Linked DNA regions of Sus scrofa: region 2 is linked to region 1. A link is a contact called in public HiChIP or PLAC-seq data. All regions are on one chromosome and are shown on one strand. The core of a region is the stretch at or near the end of the contact, and the rest is flanking DNA. Distances in the headings are between cores, read along the strand shown. Region 1 has its middle 45 kb from the start of ZDHHC19. Region 2 overlaps TNK2 (activated CDC42 kinase 1).

What was found. HiChIP or PLAC-seq counts read pairs in DNA pulled down with a chosen protein or histone mark.
Region 2: a contact with region 1 is called in an H3K27ac HiChIP or PLAC-seq map of skeletal muscle. The contact joins two enhancer-like sites. A contact is called at or near these places in 2 of 47 Hi-C or Micro-C datasets (liver and skeletal muscle) and 2 of 2 datasets of contacts at active chromatin or transcription factors (alveolar macrophages and skeletal muscle).

The regions. Positions count from the first base shown.
Region 1 is chr13:133,916,780-133,920,111 of Sscrofa11.1, reverse strand. No RefSeq gene overlaps it. Among named protein-coding and RNA genes, the nearest start is that of ZDHHC19, 45 kb to the right of the region's middle. Within about 2 kb of position 1,846, at least 29 of the 83 cell types and tissues checked have an H3K27ac peak or open chromatin away from gene starts, as enhancers often do. A contact at or near this core is called in skeletal muscle, where this site is marked.
Region 2 is chr13:134,112,925-134,116,256 of Sscrofa11.1, reverse strand. It overlaps TNK2 (activated CDC42 kinase 1), which reads right to left. Exons shown (of 13, transcript XM_021070192.1): 8 at 3,296-3,332; 9 at 3,119-3,213. Among named protein-coding and RNA genes, the nearest start is that of TNK2, 32 kb to the right of the region's middle. Within about 2 kb of position 1,511, at least 17 of the 83 cell types and tissues checked have an H3K27ac peak or open chromatin away from gene starts, as enhancers often do. A contact at or near this core is called in skeletal muscle, where this site is marked.

The sequences.
Region 1 (3,332 bases), core at 597-3,096:
CTTTGAAAGTGGGGCCACCTGCAGTCCCTAACTGTCTGAGTTCAAGATCAAGGACTTCCCCCAGGCCACCTGCCGCAGGGGCAGGAAGGCCCAGCAGAGGCCTAGAAGCTCAGCTGCTGCCCTCAGTTCCTCCCTGCTGGGCCAGCCCTCCACCGCCTCTACTCACTGTTAACAGTGAAAGATAAAAAGAGAAGTAAAATAAACATTGTAAGTAGTCTAAAGGGTAATGAATAAAATAGCAGCAGTAAAACAATAAAAACAAACTAGCTGACTACAGTGCAAATACCAAAACATTGCAATTAAAGCCTTTTGACTAGGCTTTGATCTAAATTAGGACTCACCAGGAAGAAGGCCTGAGGCTGGAGGTGGGGAGCAATTCCTTAAGGGAGCAGCCCCTCTTTCCAGCCGGGATTGTCCTTCCTGATGGGACTGAAGTGAGTCTGGGTTTCCCTTGAGCCAGAGTCCCTCTTAGGGCCCATCTCAGTGGGCTCGCAGCCTTGAACTTCTTCCAAGTCAGGGGCTACACTTTTGAATCACCCACGAAGATTTAAGACAATTTCCTGGTGGTTGGGGGTAAATCAGTTGAGGGGTGAGGCGCTGAGTCAACATTACACTGATTTGTAGTGTTGGGCGATTTCCATGGTGTAAACACTCCCGCCAAATTGTTAATAGTTGAACCAACTGCCTTGCAAATTAATTCATTCAGAATTCAAGACAATGGCACTACATTTAGAGCTCTTTGTAGTTTTTTCACTTTCTAAAAATTTCCAGTATAATCTAGGGTCACCGAAAAATCAGCCAGTCGAAATTCAGTCAGCTATTTATTTATTTATTTATTTATTATTTATTTAATTTGCTTTTTAGGGCCTCTCTCATGGCATATGGAGGTTCCCAGGCTAGGGGTCTAATTGGAGCTGTAGCCACCGGCCTACGCCAGAGCCACAGCAACGTGGAATCCGAGCTGTGTCTGCGACCTACACCACAGCTCACGGCAACGCCAGATCCTTAACCCACTGAGCGAGGCCAGGGATCAAATCCACAAGCTCATGGTTCCTAGTCTGATTTATTTCCACTGCACCACAAGGGGAACTCCCAATAAGATATTTATAGTCAAATAATGTATAAAGCAACTTAAAACTTTGTCCAAAAGTTTATGGCCAAAACTATTTAATGTGGGCTGCAGGCTGGTTTTACTCTATTTGATATCATGTGTGGAAGCTTCCACAAGGATGTATTTCCAGGGCTCACCAAGAGCAAAGAAGAGGACGGGGTCCCACGGTGCAGAGGCACACAAGAGAAGCACCGAGATTTCAGCAGTCCTCCTCTGCCACCCTGTGGTTCAGGGGCACTTGCAGCTGGAAGGAAACTGAGTCCAAGAGGTGCAACAAGGCCAGAGGACCAGGTGTCGACTCAGGATTCTGACACCAGAACTAGGCCTCTTTCCAAAACATACTGGAGCCTCCCTGGTGGAGTCTGAAACCGCACTGAGACCTAGGAGCTTTAAAGTTGGCATGTCCTTTCTTTCACCCCTTTCCTGACCCTCAGCCATGCCCTGCAGGTGCTGACCTGGCAGACCACAGGCTGAGCCCTCCTGAGCCAGGAGGGCCTGAGCGGAAAGAAAGCCGGGAAGCCCACAGCCTCCTGTCACCATCCCCCTGCTACCCCAGCAAGGCTCCCCAGGATGGGAGAGAAAGGCTTGCAGGACAGGAGGAGAAAAAGCCAGGAAAGCTTCCAGACCTTCTGCTGAGGGTCAGGAAGCACCTCAGTGTGGCTGAGCCAGAGCCACTGGTCCCCAGGGCAGGCTTACTCAGAAGCAGCTGCTCCCTGCAGCCTGGGTTATGTAACCTATGAGATCAGCAAGGCAGAGTGGCAGCTCCTGTGGAGAAAGCATTCCCACAGGGAGGGGCCCGCTCCCTGCAGTGAGCCATCCCCGTTCCCACCTGGGGCTCCTTAGAGTTCACCCTTTCAGTGACAGAGCTACCGCCCCGCCTTGATCCTGCTGGAGAGGGTGGAGGGCTGGAGTGGGTGGGGACCTCCTCAACCAGAGTGCAGTGTTGCCTCAGCCTGCGGGAGCCTGGGCCGAATAGTTGATTCCCTCAAGTCTCAGCCACTCTAGCCAGCTCTGGGCCTGCTGTAGTGGGGCTGGGGCCTGGGGAGGCATTCCCAAAAGCCCTCGGGGTGGCCTGGGTGTGCTGGCCTCCAAGGTCAGCACTGCACTGCCCATCCTGGAGAGGCTCTGCTCTCATACCCTCCCAGGCATGTCCCCTCTGGGAGGCCAGTTGGACATAGCTGGGATGGGGGCTGGAGGCAGGCCAGTGAGGGTGGCTGGTCCCTGTGGCCACCTCTCCTGTCTCTAAAATTATATGTGGATTAAGAGCACACCATCTGGCAAGAGCAGATGGAATTGGGCAGAAACATAATCAGGACACTGCATTTCAGATCTGTGGCTCTCCATTTACCCAGAAGACAAAAAAGACAGAGGCCAGGAGAGAGGTATACACAATGTGTGTGTGTGCGCGCGTGCGTGCGTGCGTGTGTGTGCATGAGTGCTCACTGCTTGTGTACCACATGATGGATGCAGGGAGTAGGCACTGAATTTGTATGTGTGACAGGAACGTAATTTAGGGGGAAGGAATTAACCAAAGGAAATGGAAAACTGAGGTCAGAATAGATGAGGGGAAAAGTGGGACAAACTGGGTGGTCAGAGAAAGACCAGGATGCCCTTGAGCCTCCTGACAAAAGTCTGCATCAGAAGAGGGAAGAAATACTGCAGCACTGGGAGTTCCTCCAGGGCCTTAGGGCATCCCTCTCACAGCACAAGAGAGTAAAAGCAGAAGAATTGCCACAGCTGTTAGTCTGGTAGTGCAGTGGGTTAGGGATCTGGTGGTGTTGTCACCACAGCAGCTTGGGTCACTGCTGTGGTGTGGTTTCCATCCCTGGTCCGGGAATTTCCACATGCTGCAGGCACAGCACTCCTCCACCTCCCCCCAAAAAAGAATAAACCTGGCTACAAGCAACAGAAAACTTGACTTGCAGGCTTCTTTGTCACAAAATATCTTCAAGTGCATGGGGGCTGATGCTCAGGGATGTCAGGCCTCACGTTTCTGGGCTTCTCTTGGCCTTTTATGTAGTTGCTGCAATTTCAAACATCAAGAATCCTTTCAAAGCAGGAAGAAAGACAAGGGAACTCTGCCAGTCTGCTTTCCCGGGAGCTCCTCCCACCTCAGTCCCATTGGCCAGAACTGGTCACGTGGTCTCGCTCACCAGCAAGGTAGGCTGGGAAAGTTAAGGGCCAGGTTGCCATGACCACGCCTTACATTTGGCTCTTCTGT
Region 2 (3,332 bases), core at 262-2,761, 200 kb before region 1:
AAGGCCAGATGGGCAGGAGGTCACTCCTTCCACTCCTTCCCCTCCCCCAACACAGCCAAGGCCCTCACTCACAAGCCTCCTTTGGACCCCCTTCTGGGATCAGGATCAGAGCCAAGCCCACCTCCCTTTGTTATAGGTGACCAAAGCAAGAGCCAGGTCTAGAAGAAAGGATTCCCTTTATCACTGCTGGGAGTCCTGACACCAAGTCATAAAAAATGCTTTGCTACTAGAGGAGGGGGAGCTGGGAGTACAGTGTATGTATCAGAAAGAAAGACCTCCTTGGAAACAACATCCCAGGCATGGAAGCAGCATCCTCCCAGCAAGGGTCAAACATAACCCCAAGATGGCCAGTGCTACGTGTATCATGCTGTCCACCGGTCTCCTTCCAAGGCTCAGGGGGTAGAGGTACCTGCAGCCCAGAGAGGACCAGGCCAGCCCTTTTCCCAGCCTGCTCTGGCCCTATCTCCCTTCCCCCTCCAAGAACAGCCCAGAGTCTCCATGGCAACAGGAGAGCACAGTCCCTGATCAAAAACAGGCTTCTCCTGCAGGTGCCTGTCAGCATCCTGGGACAGGCAAGATGTGAAGCACCTCCTGGGAAACCAGGACCTGGGTTAAAAATCACCTATGGCTGCCCCAGCACTACTGGGGACTAGTCCCTGGAAACCTCAGCACCCCCACTCCCAAGTCCTGGCCAAGGTTGTCCACAAATGGCTGACAAAGGTGGATGAAACATACTGCTCAAAATACCACCCCACGCACTTCTCTCTGGGTGTTCCTGGGAGCCTCTGGCCTTGAGGAAAAACACACACCCTTTGTTTCCCCCTCCCCCACCTACCACAGGAAGCAGAGGCTCCAGGGATCAGGCCCGGCCAAGGACCTGCATGCACATGGATTTCAAAACTCCTGTCCTCCTTAACCAGTTTGTGAAAACAGAATATCAAAGTGCTGTCAGCCATCCCAGCCTCCAAATAAGAGCCTCCTGGAAAAAGGTCAGTCATCACTGGTCTCACAGCCTAGACAGAGCCTCGCAAGCTTGGCTCACAGAATATCTAGTGTCCTCTCTCTGTCCACTGCCTGGTACTGCAAGAAGCACTGAGTCTGAAGAAGGGGGCTCTCTTGGACTAAGAGCTTCCACAAGAAAGAATCACAAAAAGAGCACAGATATAAGAGAGCCAAGAACCAAGCTAAAGGAAAACAGAACCAGCCTGAGACCCACACATACGAACCCAGACCCAAAGGAACACCCACGAACAGACAGCCCATCACCCGGAGACATGGAGACGGAGCAGGACAAACAAACACACTTCAAGCACTGAGGAAGCAAGGCGGCAGTTGGAGCTCTGGTACCACCAACACGGAGGCCCACTCCCAAAGCCCCAGCGGCTGTCGTGCCTCCTGCCCCTCACCTTCCACCTCCTGAGCCGCTCCAGGCACCAAGGGCAGGCACTGTGGTCCAAGTTGGTGGCCCTGGAGGAGGAGCCCAGTGAGCCCACACTGGCAGGTGGCAGCCGTGGAGCCAGCAGCTGGGCCAACCCCTGCCTGTGACGCAGAGCAGGGCAGGGCCTGCCCACAGTGGCCTGCCAGGAGGAGTGGCTTCCCTGATGCCCCTGTTCCTCGCCTTGCTCCAGCGGTGACCCAGGCCACCAGCTGGGGACACATGCCCCAGAAACACATGAAGCCTCTGAGCCACACCCTGCACACAGACCCCCACTGAGAGTAAAGGAAGGGGGAATGGAAGGGCCTGGGGCCTCAGGTCCAAGGCCCTCTGGCTCAGGGAGGTGGGAGTGGTTAGAGGCTCAGGCTCTAGCTGAAGGTCCTGCCATGTGCCCCCCAAAGAGCCCTCACCCTAATCTTCCTACTTCCAGAAAGCTCCCAGCCTGCCCTGCCTGCAGTCCTTTCCCTGGCCCCTCAGCTCCAAACCACAGACTGCACCTCCTCCCTGTCCTCCAGGCGTCTCTCCTTCTAGAAGCTGTTTTTGGCCACCACCACTAACTCCCCCTTAGCTCCCCCTCCCAACTTCTTGGTCTGTCATCCTTATTTACAGATCCTGGGCCCAGAGGTGAGGGGAGCCCTGGCCTAGGGAGGAGGTGCTGGGGCCACGGCGGGTGCAGGCCATGCTGCTTACCAGTCAGCTCCAGGGCCTGCTCCATCACTCTGACTCAGACCCAGGGGTGCTTCCTCTCATCGAACCCCTTGAAGCACAAGCTTTAACCAAAGGTCCCAGAACCCCAAACCCCAAACCTCAAGTCCAGGTAGAAAGGGCTCAGTGTCCCCCATCCCTGCCTGGCTCTGAGTCAGAGGAGTGGGGAGTGCAGGGAATTTCCTTGCCCTCGATCCTCTTCCTGGTCCTCCAAGCCCACCCCCTACCCCAAAGGCACCTCTAGCCCGCCTCAACCCATTCCTTAGACACCCTGGGGATCAGATAACAGGGTGGGGTGAACAGTGGGTGAGGTCTCCACAGCAGGCAGGCCAGAACTGCGGGGCTCAGATAGGAGATGTGACCCAGGAGATGCTACCAGCAGGCAGAGGAGGGTTGCCAGGTGAGGGGAGGGAGGGGTCAGGAATGGAGGCCCTGCTGAGGGCAGCCTCAGGACCAAGGGGCCAGAATGGGAGGCCCAGCAGAGGATGGAGGGGAGTCCTGGGAGGGAGCAGTGGGGCTCAGTGGGAGGGCAGAAGCTGCCACGAAGAGGCAGGGTGGCTCTGGGCTACTGAAGGGCACCCAGGTGGGCGTCCAGAGTCCTTACCCGAGGGGGAGGAGGAAGAAGGGCACGGAGAAGATGACTCTCCGGAGTCCCAGAGTCCCCGCTTGGCCCAGAGGCCAGGCTGCTCTACTTCCTACCTGGCCGTAAAGGCAGTTTGGCCCTGACCCACACACCCAGGCTGGAGCCTCGTGGGGAAAGGGTGACAGGAGGCGCTGGGCAGGGAAAATCCCCTCTGAGCAGCGGCAGCTGCATACTTGACCCCAAGCACTCGGGAGTGGACCCAGGCCTGCCCGCCCCTCTCGCTGTGGGAGCCTGTGGGTTGCCCTGGAGACCCGGGAGGCAGAAGGGCTCTTGGCCCTGGGCCCCTCCAGCCTGCGCCCTTCGAAGCGGTGCCGGCGCAGCCCCGCGCTCCCTACCTCCCCTCGATGACGGTTATGACGTCATTCATCTGGATATGCAGCTTGTCCGGTTCCTCAAAGTCCTGAAGGGCCCGCATATCCGTGGGCTGTGCCTGGAGGCAGAGACAGGTCACTGCCTGTTCTGGGATGACCCCACTCTGCTCCCCCTGCCCCCACAGGCAGACCGGCCTTCACCTCCAGCAGGAAGTCCCTCAGGGCCACAAAGGTGGGT